2 separate regions of the Anas platyrhynchos genome follow, and region 2 is linked to region 1. Evidence: chromatin contacts called from public Hi-C data. All regions are on one chromosome and are shown on one strand. The core of a region is the stretch at or near the end of the contact, and the rest is flanking DNA. Distances in the headings are between cores, read along the strand shown. Region 1 has its middle 9.8 kb from the start of MARCKS. Region 2 has its middle 390 kb from the start of CCN6.

Region 1 (5,800 bases), core at 3,301-5,800:
CCTTCTTAACAGAAAAGAAAATCCACAAAGAATCTTCATTTCTGTACTTTAATATGCCAATGTTTAATAAAGGTGAGGACATTATTTCGATAAGAATGAACACTACCAGCCAGCCCCAAAACTAAAAGCGTGTATCTACATACAAACAGTCTCTCTAAATTAGGTACCGCCCTTCCCTCTTTCCCAAAACGCCAAACTATTCCCAGAGTAGGCACTGCTGTCAGTGAACGAAGCAGCCACGCGGAGCAGAATTTATTTTACTTTCAGTACATGAAAATGGCCTCAAAGCGTCACTAGAGAGCTATCTATAGTTTGGTCCTACCTTCGTTTTAAGGTTTTTGCTATTTTTCTCTCTAGAACCACTTCTAATTACATCCTTTTTATTGCTTAAAATGCCCATTAGTATTTGTGCCTATGAAAAGGTCCTGGCCATTGATATGTGGATGGCAGTGTTTTCATAACATGAAGGCGGTGAGCATGAGCTGAGAAAAGCAAATAGCAAATAACACAGATCTTTTTTTTTTTTTTTAAAAAAAAAAAAAAAGGAAGTTGGTAATTAATTCCTCCCCCTTCATAATCTTGACCAAGATAAATAGAAATGTGATTTTAACAATGGTAGGAAGTGAAACAGCCTAACCTTTCTGCATTTAGCCTGGATGCTTTTTTTCAGAGCAGAGACTGTCTCTCCTAAATGTTTACACAGTGCCTGGCACAAGCAAGACTCATATTTAATTTGGGCCTTTTAATCTAGCATCACAATATAAATATTTCCTAGTAGTAGTTCTTATGGGAATGTGCTTTTGTTTGTACTGCTGTTCAAAAACGGTCCCCAGCCACACTTGTCCTTCAGGATTCATTCCCAACTGGACACTTCACTGTCATTTGCTGTTAGATTGCCTTTAATGCAGCAGATTCATGCAAAATGAAGCCCACAGTATGATCATAGAAAGATTAAAATGTCCAGTCTCTCCTACAAATGGTGCATTTCTTACACGTATGTTTCTCATTCAGCTGCTACTGAGAAGAACATCCTGTGTTTAGCTCTCCTTTACAGTGTTTGTCACTTCAATTTATGTGGCTTTCCCAAAGAGTTACAATATGCATGCTCCTCATTTTACCTTTGTCGCAAAAGAGAAGGAGCATATTATTTTTTCCTAAAATCCTCAGGAACATTTTAGCACTTCCATGTTCTGCAGCTCTAAATGACAGAGTCACATGGACTGTTTCCAGTGCAGGGATTGTATCATGCTGTTACACCTAGTATGTCTTCTGTAAAGCATTTAGGAGACAAACTTCAGAACTGTTTTGCTTCTTCTTCCGTATATCTGCAGATTATGAAACTAATGACTATCATAACATGTATGCCACAACAACAAGAAGCAAAACAAAGCCCTAAAGCCTCTTTAGATTAGATTAGATCAGATTAGATTAGATTAGCACTGGGATTTAAGTAGAGTACAGTTGGATTTGAATCTCTCTTCTTGGTTTATTCAAGTTGATGGTCCTATTCTTACATCAATGGGAAGATTTTTTCCCCCTTCTTTCTCACCTTTGGCCTAATTTACAATAACATCAGAAGCTTCATGATCTTGAAATGACAACTTTCTATGTAGGCAACACAAAGGCAAAAAATTACTAGATAAAACAGAGTTCAGTGGATATCAGTGATCACTACAAATAAACATTTTTATATAGAAAATAGCAAACATTTATGGCCAACAATTTATCCATGACACCTTTTGAATGCATTTCTGCATCATCATTTCAATGTATAGGTCTGTCAAGTTTAAGACAGACTTCATGTGGTAGCAGTAGGAGAGGTGCTAGGTGTGATGAACCTTCAGGGTGTAAACTACATATAAACAATAAATATATAACAACAAGGGTAAATTTCCGTGGCGTTTCATTTTTATCATTTGTAATGACACCATGGGAAAGTGCTCCTATGTGCCTTTAATCTCCTAATTCACGCAAACACAATCAGTTTCTTGTCCCTTTATTGTGCACACTTCATTGGTGGTAGAATGCAGGTGGATATCTCCCAGAGAAATCTGATATATTTATCTTAATTTTAGCAACATTTCTGGGGAAATTCCAGAAGTGCTTTGTATTGGTTAACTTCACTCCCACAGAACTCAGTGACAGAAGAATTAGGCCAAAATGAGTCCTTCTGAAAATTCCAAATATATCTTAGTATATAAATATTATCTCTCCATGTGAGCATTTACTCATAAAGTCAGGTATAAACAGCAGAATAAAATATTAAAACAGAATTCAAATAAATCTAAATAAAACATTCAGGGAAATAGGTTCAGAGCAATTTTGGAAGTATTAATCTTTCCACTGTTTTCTTCTTCTTGTTGGATATGTATTAGAAACTAAATACATATGAAAGATAAGCAAAAATAAAGCCCTGAGGGGGAAAAAAAAACACGTTCCTTCACATATCAGCCCATGATTTCTGCCATTTTTTTTTTTTTTTAATTATAAATATGGAAATATATTTACTGCCCAGTCTCCTCAGAGGTATAGTGTCTAGAAAACTTGCTTCAACAGGCTCCCAAACTGCAATGTAACGCTTGGGACTGGTCTAATGATTCATTCCTCAAAAATGTTACTTTAATCAATTTTGGATTCTGTTTCCTCAGTGGTTTTCAAGAGAGGTTTGGCTTTGCACTCCAGTATCTTGTAATTAAATTATGTTTTAATGTTTTTTTTTAAGACAGAAGGTGGAGTACTTCATGCCTATGATAGCCTTGCTCCAGATGGTTAGAAAAAAAATATATATAATCTGCCTTTAGTTCATGAAGTTTTGCTTTTTTTTTTTTTTTTTTCCTATTGTTTTCTTCATTTTTCTTCTTTTCCTTTTGGTTCCCTAGCTCTCCTTTTGTAAAGGACCTGTAACGCAGGTCTTCACTTACTGGTCCAGAAGGGCTCTTCTTCAATGAGGAGCCTGTTAGCAACAGCTCTACGATGGAGTTTGTCTCCTTTGAACAGCAGGTCACCCTTGTTATCAGATTAGTTTAAAATATTCAGATGGATCTACATAACAAGTATCAGAGAGAAAACTAATCCATCAGAGGCTAGCAAGTCACTTCTTGCAGCTATCGCATCTACTCAGTGAGGATGATTTTCCTAAACAATAGATCTGTAGTTATCTTTTCTCTATATGTTTTGGAAACTAATCTGTGAGCTTCAGGAGATGACTTCTATTTGTAATGTACCTAAAAAGAAATCTCTAGTCACAGTGGTCTCTGCTAAGAGCAACTATCAAATAGTTTATTGCCATCAGTATCAGCTATCTCATTTGGGTCTTTCCAACTGTAAGTAGCAACGTCCTCTTTCATCCAGTGTGTTTGTAGTCCTGGTCTGGACAGACAAGTCATCCTGAAACAAAGACTTAGGACAAAAATGTATAAATAATACCTGTGGCCCTCCTTAAGACTTCAAAACATTCTGCACACATTATCCAAAGCTTTACATCATCTCTGTCAGATAACATCCATATGCGAAAATAGAGGCATTGAAAAGCTGGGTGTGGTGCTTTGATACAGAAGGTGTACTTAACAACACAGTTAGTCCAGACTTACAAATCCCTAACTCTGGGCTTTAACCACTGAGCAACACTGTGGTCGCTTATCTGTTCAGCTGTACCCATCACTTTACTCTCATCACTGATACTCCTCTGATTGTCCCAATATGCAACGTTCTCACTCTGGAGCCATCTCATCTCCAAAGCTGTCTCAGCAAACATATCGTGAAACATGCTGCTACAGCTTCCCTTTCTGCATCTCCAAACAGGCATCATGCCTTAGAAGCACACCACACACTGGCTCTCCCAAGGCTAAGCTAACACATACTTTTAGTAACGTGGTACTTTACTGCAGCAGCACCTCTTACACTATTTTATTCATGTAACAGCAGGCTGCTCAGCCTGTTTTTCTCTGCCCTGTTGGATTGGTTGCAATTGCAACAGTTCCCATTCATTGTCAATTAGCTGAGGTCCTCTGCATTGTAAAGAGGGCAAATTAACCCCAATGTCTACAGTATGTTATAAACACAATATACTATTTGCACTTGCTGTTTACTTCAGGAAGAAAACTTTATTCTATCCCAGTGATCAGAGCATGGTAAAAAAGCTGTCATAGCCTCAAAACAGGCTGCTTTCAACCAAACTGCACCATCATGGAAAACACATCTTACCTTAGCTCCTTAAAACCTAATAAACACTGAAATGAGTTGGGTATCACAAATGTCGACCTTTTACCACTCTTTTACTATACATGTAGCATAAATACTGAATTCACAGTACTGATTTTGCAGAAAAGTATCCATTGGTATTACAGTTTCAGACTAGAATGTGTATTGTGCTACGTTTTGTTTTAAATGCCAAACAAAAGGACTTGCAACTTAGAAAAACCCAAACAAAGAAAGCAGATGAAAACCTTTGACCTTCCCCTAATCGCCTGTAAGTGCAGTTCAAGAGTTAGCTGTTTGGAACAGTATTAGATAACAAAAAATGTTCCTGAAACGGCACCAGCATAGTTCCCCTCACAGAATGAAGGAGCAAACCACTCCTATGTACAACATCGCATCGAGCACAGCCAACGGGAGCTCTTAGGGACGTCACAAGTTGGTATGTGAGCACTTGATTTTCACACAGCAGTTGTGCACACAAGCTGGAAGGTGAGCACTCTCCAGCAGAAGCCAAAGCCCACACTTGACATCCCTCACCCACCTTGCCTTTTTTTTTTTTTCTCCCTCTTTTCTTGCCTCGTTTCCTTGCCTGAAGGCAAGGTTTCTACCATTTCACATTAGAAACTATCAGGCCCAGATACAAAACTCAAGTTTTTGAGGTCAGACACTGCGATTTGGAGAGTCTGAAATCAAGCATAGATATTAGTAAGACAGGCATGAAATCTGGAAGGACTTTTGTACACCCAAGTTTTGACCTCAGACAAGGAAGATGATTGCCTCCGTCTAAGGAAATAAACAGAAAAGAAGCAAATGTCTAGAGTCCTTATTCAAACAAAATTAGATTTCAGCCTAAGTTTTACCTAAAATTTTGACATTGTTCCAGCACAGCCTTGTTCACAGAAACCATAACATTCCACTTAAAAAGAACCCCAACAACCCATAAGACAGGCAAATGAGCTTGAAGCCACACATTTTAAAGTCACATGCATTTGAATTTTGAGAAAATTTGTTGAAATTACAATACTTATTATGATTAGCATTTTCACCAAGGCATAACAGCAAGTGATGGAGTAAAAAAAGGCATAAAGGTTTCTTGGTAAAAAGATTAACCATCTCACCAGATGGTTAACACCCAACCCCTCCATTTTCCTCATAGAAAAATGAGGGTAATCTACAATCGCATGGGAGCGACCAGCCAGCCCCTTGGGGACGAAGTGGGGACAGATGCTGTGGCACAATCCTTTTGCAGAAGGAAGCAGCTCAAAGCTCCATTTCCACCATTCCAAACCCAGGCAGATTCCCGTCTTCTTAAACTGCATGGTTGAAAAGAAGCATTGCTGGAACCACGTTTTAGCACACACTGGACTGCTGCGAGCAGAACAGCAGGCCACGTAAGTGATCTTCTTAAGCCTTATTTTTGAAACTGTACTGGTATTAGGCTTGGAAAGCAACTCCAAGTCAAGCCAAGTTATGGAATTACAAAGTCCCAGCCAAGGATCCTGGCTGCTGTGGTAGAAGTGATTCTGCACCACCAGGAACTGGAAGCGTTTCAGGAAACAACACCAGCTGAGCGAGGAACAAACACAAAAGTTTCAGCCAAGCA
Region 2 (5,701 bases), core at 377-2,876, 590 kb after region 1:
AGGTCACCAAGATGCGAACCTAGTTAGGATTTGGCTGCCTATAATGAGCTAATATCACAGAGAGGTTTACAGTTGTTGTAATGTGAGGGGAAATTATAATGGAGGCATTTTTTGGTGCCTATTCTAATTAAAAATACTTGCAGCATTGTAGCACCACCTGCAGGAGGCCTTTTATTTTACTAGGGTATACACTGTACAGTGCCTAGGGCAAGTTTGTGTGAGAACATTATAACCCAACACATTAGAAACCTAAAGGTCTTATAAAGGGAATTAAAAAATAATAAAAAAAAAATAAAATAATGGAGAGGAAACCATGTTAGCCCTGCTGCACACATGGCAAAACCATGCAAGATGTATAATGTTCCAGACAGATAATTTTTAGCTCTTGATTTTTAATTGCTTTCTTTTGACTGATTTGATGCAAGAAATTGCTTTTAAAATGAGTTTTCCATTTCATTGGTTAAAATGTGGAGTAGAATACCACGAATTTTCAGGCTGACATAGATGGAAAGATTAGAGGTACATTTAATAGATGAGGTGCACACACTGCCAAAACATTGAGATCCTGAAGCCTGGGCTCTTCTTACAGTCCAAAGCAAGTGCGAAACTGCCCTAAAATGGCAACAAACAGCTTCCCATGCACAGGGGATCTGCCTGAAGACCAGGGTCTGCATGGCTGAGCCTAGGACACCAGCTCAGGTAGTGCCATGGGGAAACTCCTGCCCACACGTGGATTGCTGGACACATGGACAGGAGCCCTTCCCCTGCACAGCCATGATTTTGGGCACCCATCACAGCAAGTCTGAAAGGCTTCAGAGGTTGAGTGGGGGCCAGAAAAGTAATAGAAACTCATGGAATAACCTCTCTCTTTTTTTTTTTTTTTTTTTAATTAACTACAGGAATATAATTCTGATATATTTAAGAATCTGGAGGCCTGAGCATGTCAGTGCTCTCCACCCCTCAATGATAAGGCTGATTTTGATAATTTGGCCACTATGGTCCAGACACAATTAACAGGGGCAGTCCCAAGGTCAGGGCTGGGGACAAATAACGCATTAACATTGACTTCACTGGCAGTCTTTATGACTGAGCCTCAGTGACAGGATCGGGGCAGACTGGGACTTTCACCACCCACATCCAGAAGGATCCAACACAAAAGGGACTGAAACCCCGGAGCGAGGTACTGCTCCCTGCCTCGGGTTCAGGTGAGGAAAACCACTGACACACGACTCCAAGATCTGATTGCTTCTGCAGTTTTCTGCATAGCAGAGATATGAAGCAGTGTCCAAGTCTCCATGAACAGGCAGCCTGTACTTTAGACAAGATATCAGCAAGAGCAACAGACTGTGGAAAATTAGTGGGAAAAGGCAAGAACAAGGACTTGTAATTTGCAATAGCTGGTTATGCTGTGCACATTTCTAGGGTATTTCATGCATGTGTGACTGCAGATACAAAAACACATGTATGTGTATCAGCTTTGCTCCTCAGCTTGCCAGCTTTCGCATACTATAAAACCTTTGGTTTGCTGCTGACTTGACAGTTTTTCATTGTGTATCTCCCTTGCTCAGGGCAGGGGACGTGTGCAGGAGACAGGAATCAGCAAAGGAAGGAGCAAAGACGAAATGATGCAAGCTAAGGCAGAAAGGAAAGGCTCTGCGAGAATGCTGAGTGTAGGGAAGGGATAAGAGCCTGTCTCCTGCTCTGCAGCTTCACATCCCCCCGGGGCCATGCTGCTCCTCCCCAGGTCAGACTGTCTTCCATTGTCCCTGTGCTGAGGACATGAAGAAGGGTTTCAAGGAGACAAAAATGCCTCTGTCTGGACAAAGACTGTGAGAGCAGCACCCCATGAGACCTTGCCTCAGCTCTGAGAATATGTCTCTAACAGCTGATGCTTTTTGTATGTTTGCTCTCTATTTGAGCCGATTTTTAAACCAGTCACTCATGACAGCCACTTCACTAATGCTGGGAGATACAAGGGCATGGCTGGTGAAGGAGTCTTTCAAATAGGTTCTTAATTTTGTGAGGAAGAGCACTAACAAAGCTATTTCTATTTCCTGGCAGCAAATCATCTGGGTGTTACTTTGCAAGCATCTTGAAGGAAAACAGGGTTTGAAGTGTAGATTTATTTTTGAAAGTTACTTTATTTTTGACATTCCCTCTCTTGCACATTTTTTCCCCTCTACCCACCTTCACTCACCTGCTCTGCCTCCCTCTTACTCTACATGTACACATGTGTTATGTGTATATGTATATGTGTGTGTACATGCATATGTCTTTCCTTTCTTTCTTTTTTTTTTTTTTCCTTTTTTCCTCCTGGAGAGTCAAGCTTCAGTAAATTACTGTACAGTCCTGTCTCATAGCAGCTCGCCTGTTACCTCCCCTAGGCAATTTGGTGCCAACTGGATTATATCAGAGCAGTTGCTTTCCCCACAAGAACAGGAGAAGGTGCAGGAGATTAAAATAAAGATCAGCCAACCCTGTAGCACAGCAAATTAGCTCAGGCCATTAAGCATAATGGCCTTCCAGAGGCCACGGAGGTCAGCTATTAGTTCAAAATAATGACCTTCAACCCTGGCAGAAGGAAGTACACAGGCAGACGCCTGTCATTCTCCTGATTCACTTTTTTTAAGATCTACTTCAGTCCACATTTTGTACAGTTAAAGTGTTTAACACATTTAATGGGAGTTGATTTTCCCCCACCCCCCACCCCCCTACCCCCTTTGGATTGACACAAGAGTTTGAAGTTAACCATGTGGAGGCTGCTAAAAGATCCCAGGCAGAGTGAGTCCAATTAACAACATGGAAACACTGCTTGCTTAATTTCCAACCTACTTCAACATCAAAGGTTCAAAAGTTCACTGCAAATGTTCCTGGATTATATTATTTCAGAAAGGAAGAGAGAGAGGGAAAAAAATAAAACATTCCAAAGCTATACAGTATGGACTGCATATCATATGAAATATGAACTGGTTAGGGAAGATGTTGAAAGCGCTGGACTGGGATTCGGGGGATGTAGATTAAATTCCTTGTCTCTGCTGCAGACTTCCTGTGTGGCCTGGAGCAAACTGCGTTACTGGCTCTCTGTTTTAGTTTCAGACACGCGTGGGGTGCAGCTAATGAGTCCTTTCTCCTGCCCTTTGTCTCCTTTCTCTGCTTGGAGATGCTCTTCAGAGAAAGGTCTGCAGAGTTTCTCTTAGGGAGCGTATATACAGAGATGAATACACAATACAGGCTCCATCTCAACTTTAAATACTGAAGAAGGCCTAAAAAATCAATAATTAAAAACAGTAGGTTGGCTTTCAGGAAATTCTTGGCTCTGTCACAAATTTCCTGTGTGACCTTCACCAAGTCATTTAATCTCTCTCCAGTTCAGCTCCACAGCCATAAAAGTACTTCTCGGTAATGCAGTGTGTAATACATCCATTCATATTTGTAAGGCATGCAGAAGCTACAATAGGAGGCCCAAAACACAGCTAGGTTCGTTTCTTTGATGAGTAAAAGCTGGAGAACTTAATCTCATATCACAGCCTCTCTAAGGAGGCTGTCCTTGAACTCTGAGCAGGCACAGTACACTGCCCTGTGATGGAAGCAAAGGCACCATGGATACATTACACTGTATGTGGCCTCCATATGTGTCTCATATGTGTCAAACTGAATCTGAAGCATCCTCTCCCATTCATAATTCATGGTACAAGTTTTTGCTTAGTTAAGGAAGAAAAAAAATAAAAATAAAAATAAAAATAAAAATAAAAATAAAAATAAAAATAAAAATAAAAATAAAAATAAAAATAAAAATAATAAAAAAGACCAATGCCCAAAGACATTTTTTTTTAATTTAAATTTGTGTGAAGGAAAAAAAAAAAAAAAAAAAAAGGATTAGAGGGAAAGGAACAGTTTATGAACTCAACATATGTTTTGAACCCCAATAAGCAGGAGGAAAAGTTCACAAATCATGGAACCCCATTGCTGTCATGCCTTGCTCCAACATGGAGAAGTTTGCCTGAATTTATGACTGTTTACAGCATGAAAGCTACACAGTGTTTGTGGAAGTATAAAAGCTGTTGTTGAGTATCATAAAAAGAATTAAATCACTGAACTGTTTTCACAGAAGGTTGAAAGGTCTGACATAAATCTTCAAAGGGTAAGCGGAAACTCTGTCCTTAATCTGCCCTGTTATGCCGAGGTACTGCAGGCAGCACATATGGTATATAATGTTACCCGGTGCTGAGAAATTTTTATAAAGCCTATAGGAAAAAAAAGCTGATAAGGGTGAAACTGCATCATTAGGTTAATACTAGATTTTTCTGCTTTCATGAGTAGACCTCAAACTATAAAGCTTTTTATTTAAAACTAATATTAATTTTTTAAAAAATACATGAACGTAATTTGGAGCTCCTCACTTCCTTTGGTGGTTTTGTAAATGCACATGTTTTAGAGAGGGAAAAGTATGTGTAAGGGAGGGTTCATATTTGCAATGGTCTCTCCCCTCTCAGCGATACCCATTAAGAAAATTTCCTAACAGTGAGTCGAATTTCACCCTGTCTTCTTTCACTGTGCTGGTGTGAAGGCAACAGCTGCTGAGCAGGGACATGGGTCCAAACTGCAAAATGCCAGATAGCGGTTTTGAGGGAGCTTCAGTGGGATCTGGTCTTTAAAATTACCTCTCATGGTAATACTTTTTCTCAAATATTACAATAAGGCATTGCAGAAAATGAGCTCTTGTCTTACAAAATTCAAAGTAGAGCTTTTGAAATATTTTTAAGCTATGCAAGTGTGAAAAATAGCCAGAAGATCATTTGTATCCCAAGTACCTTGTCAGGATACCATTTTAAGTTTAACAATGACTAAAGATGAAAGCTGTCATTAATTTACACGAATCAAATGCTGATAAGCAATAAATAAATAAATAAATAAAATTAAAATTAAATATTAAATATTGTTAAAGAAAAATTCACTCCCAGGCCAATACTGATGCCAGTCTTTTCTTGCCTGGATTGAATTTTATATTGGAATTATAATATAAACCTCTGAAAAGAGCATTTACAGTGGAAACACTGACGAACTGAACTGGAGCATGCTACGGGTGCCTTTATAAACATACCAGGCATGATGGTTTTGAGCCAAAAAAAGTGCTTCTTAAAAAATGTATTAAAAATTAATTTATTCCTTATGCATGTCTAAGTTAAAACTTCTCAGCATGAGCTTTATTAATTCCCTCAGGGCTCTTCTCTATCCATTGCAGACAACAAAAATGTACTCTATATAAGACATACTGGTATAGCACAGCCCTCCATGGGATAAGTGGTATGCTTTGCTGGTAGATACCAGCACCTTCCCCCAATCTCTGTATGAAAAAAACATACCCAGAATATAGCTACAGATCAGCCGGTCTTAAGGAAACAGGGTTGTGCCTCATCTTTTCAAGTTCACAGCACAACCAACCAGGCAGCGCACACCAAAGAGCATATGGCACCCTATGGACCTCTGCTCAGCCCCATGTGCACGTGTGGGTATCCACTGTGGTGCAGCCCCGGGGGTGCAGGGAGTGCACACCCAGCACAAAAGGATAGGTGTGCTCTGCTCCAGGCCCTTTTCCCTACTGCAGGGACACTACAAGGTCAGCAAAGTCTTTCCTTCCCAAACACGGTCCCCTCCCACCAGCCAGGGAGCAAGCAGGGTTTGGCCACTTCTTTGAATGAAT

Evidence for each region. A called contact is a pair of places that touch in the nucleus more often than the background predicts.
Region 2: a Hi-C map of F1 follicle shows a contact between it and region 1, with 4 times the contacts expected there. The contact joins two enhancer-like sites. A contact is called at or near these places in 3 of 8 Hi-C or Micro-C datasets (F1 follicle, F5 follicle and subcutaneous adipose tissue).

The regions. Positions count from the first base shown.
Region 1 is chr3:71,053,236-71,059,035 of IASCAAS_PekinDuck_T2T, forward strand. No RefSeq gene overlaps it. Among named protein-coding and RNA genes, the nearest start is that of MARCKS, 9.8 kb to the right of the region's middle. Within about 2 kb of position 4,551, at least 1 of the 8 cell types and tissues checked has an H3K27ac peak or open chromatin away from gene starts, as enhancers often do. A contact at or near this core is called in F1 follicle, where this site is marked.
Region 2 is chr3:71,650,280-71,655,980 of IASCAAS_PekinDuck_T2T, forward strand. No RefSeq gene overlaps it. Among named protein-coding and RNA genes, the nearest start is that of CCN6, 390 kb to the right of the region's middle. Within about 2 kb of position 1,627, at least 2 of the 8 cell types and tissues checked have an H3K27ac peak or open chromatin away from gene starts, as enhancers often do. A contact at or near this core is called in F1 follicle, where this site is marked.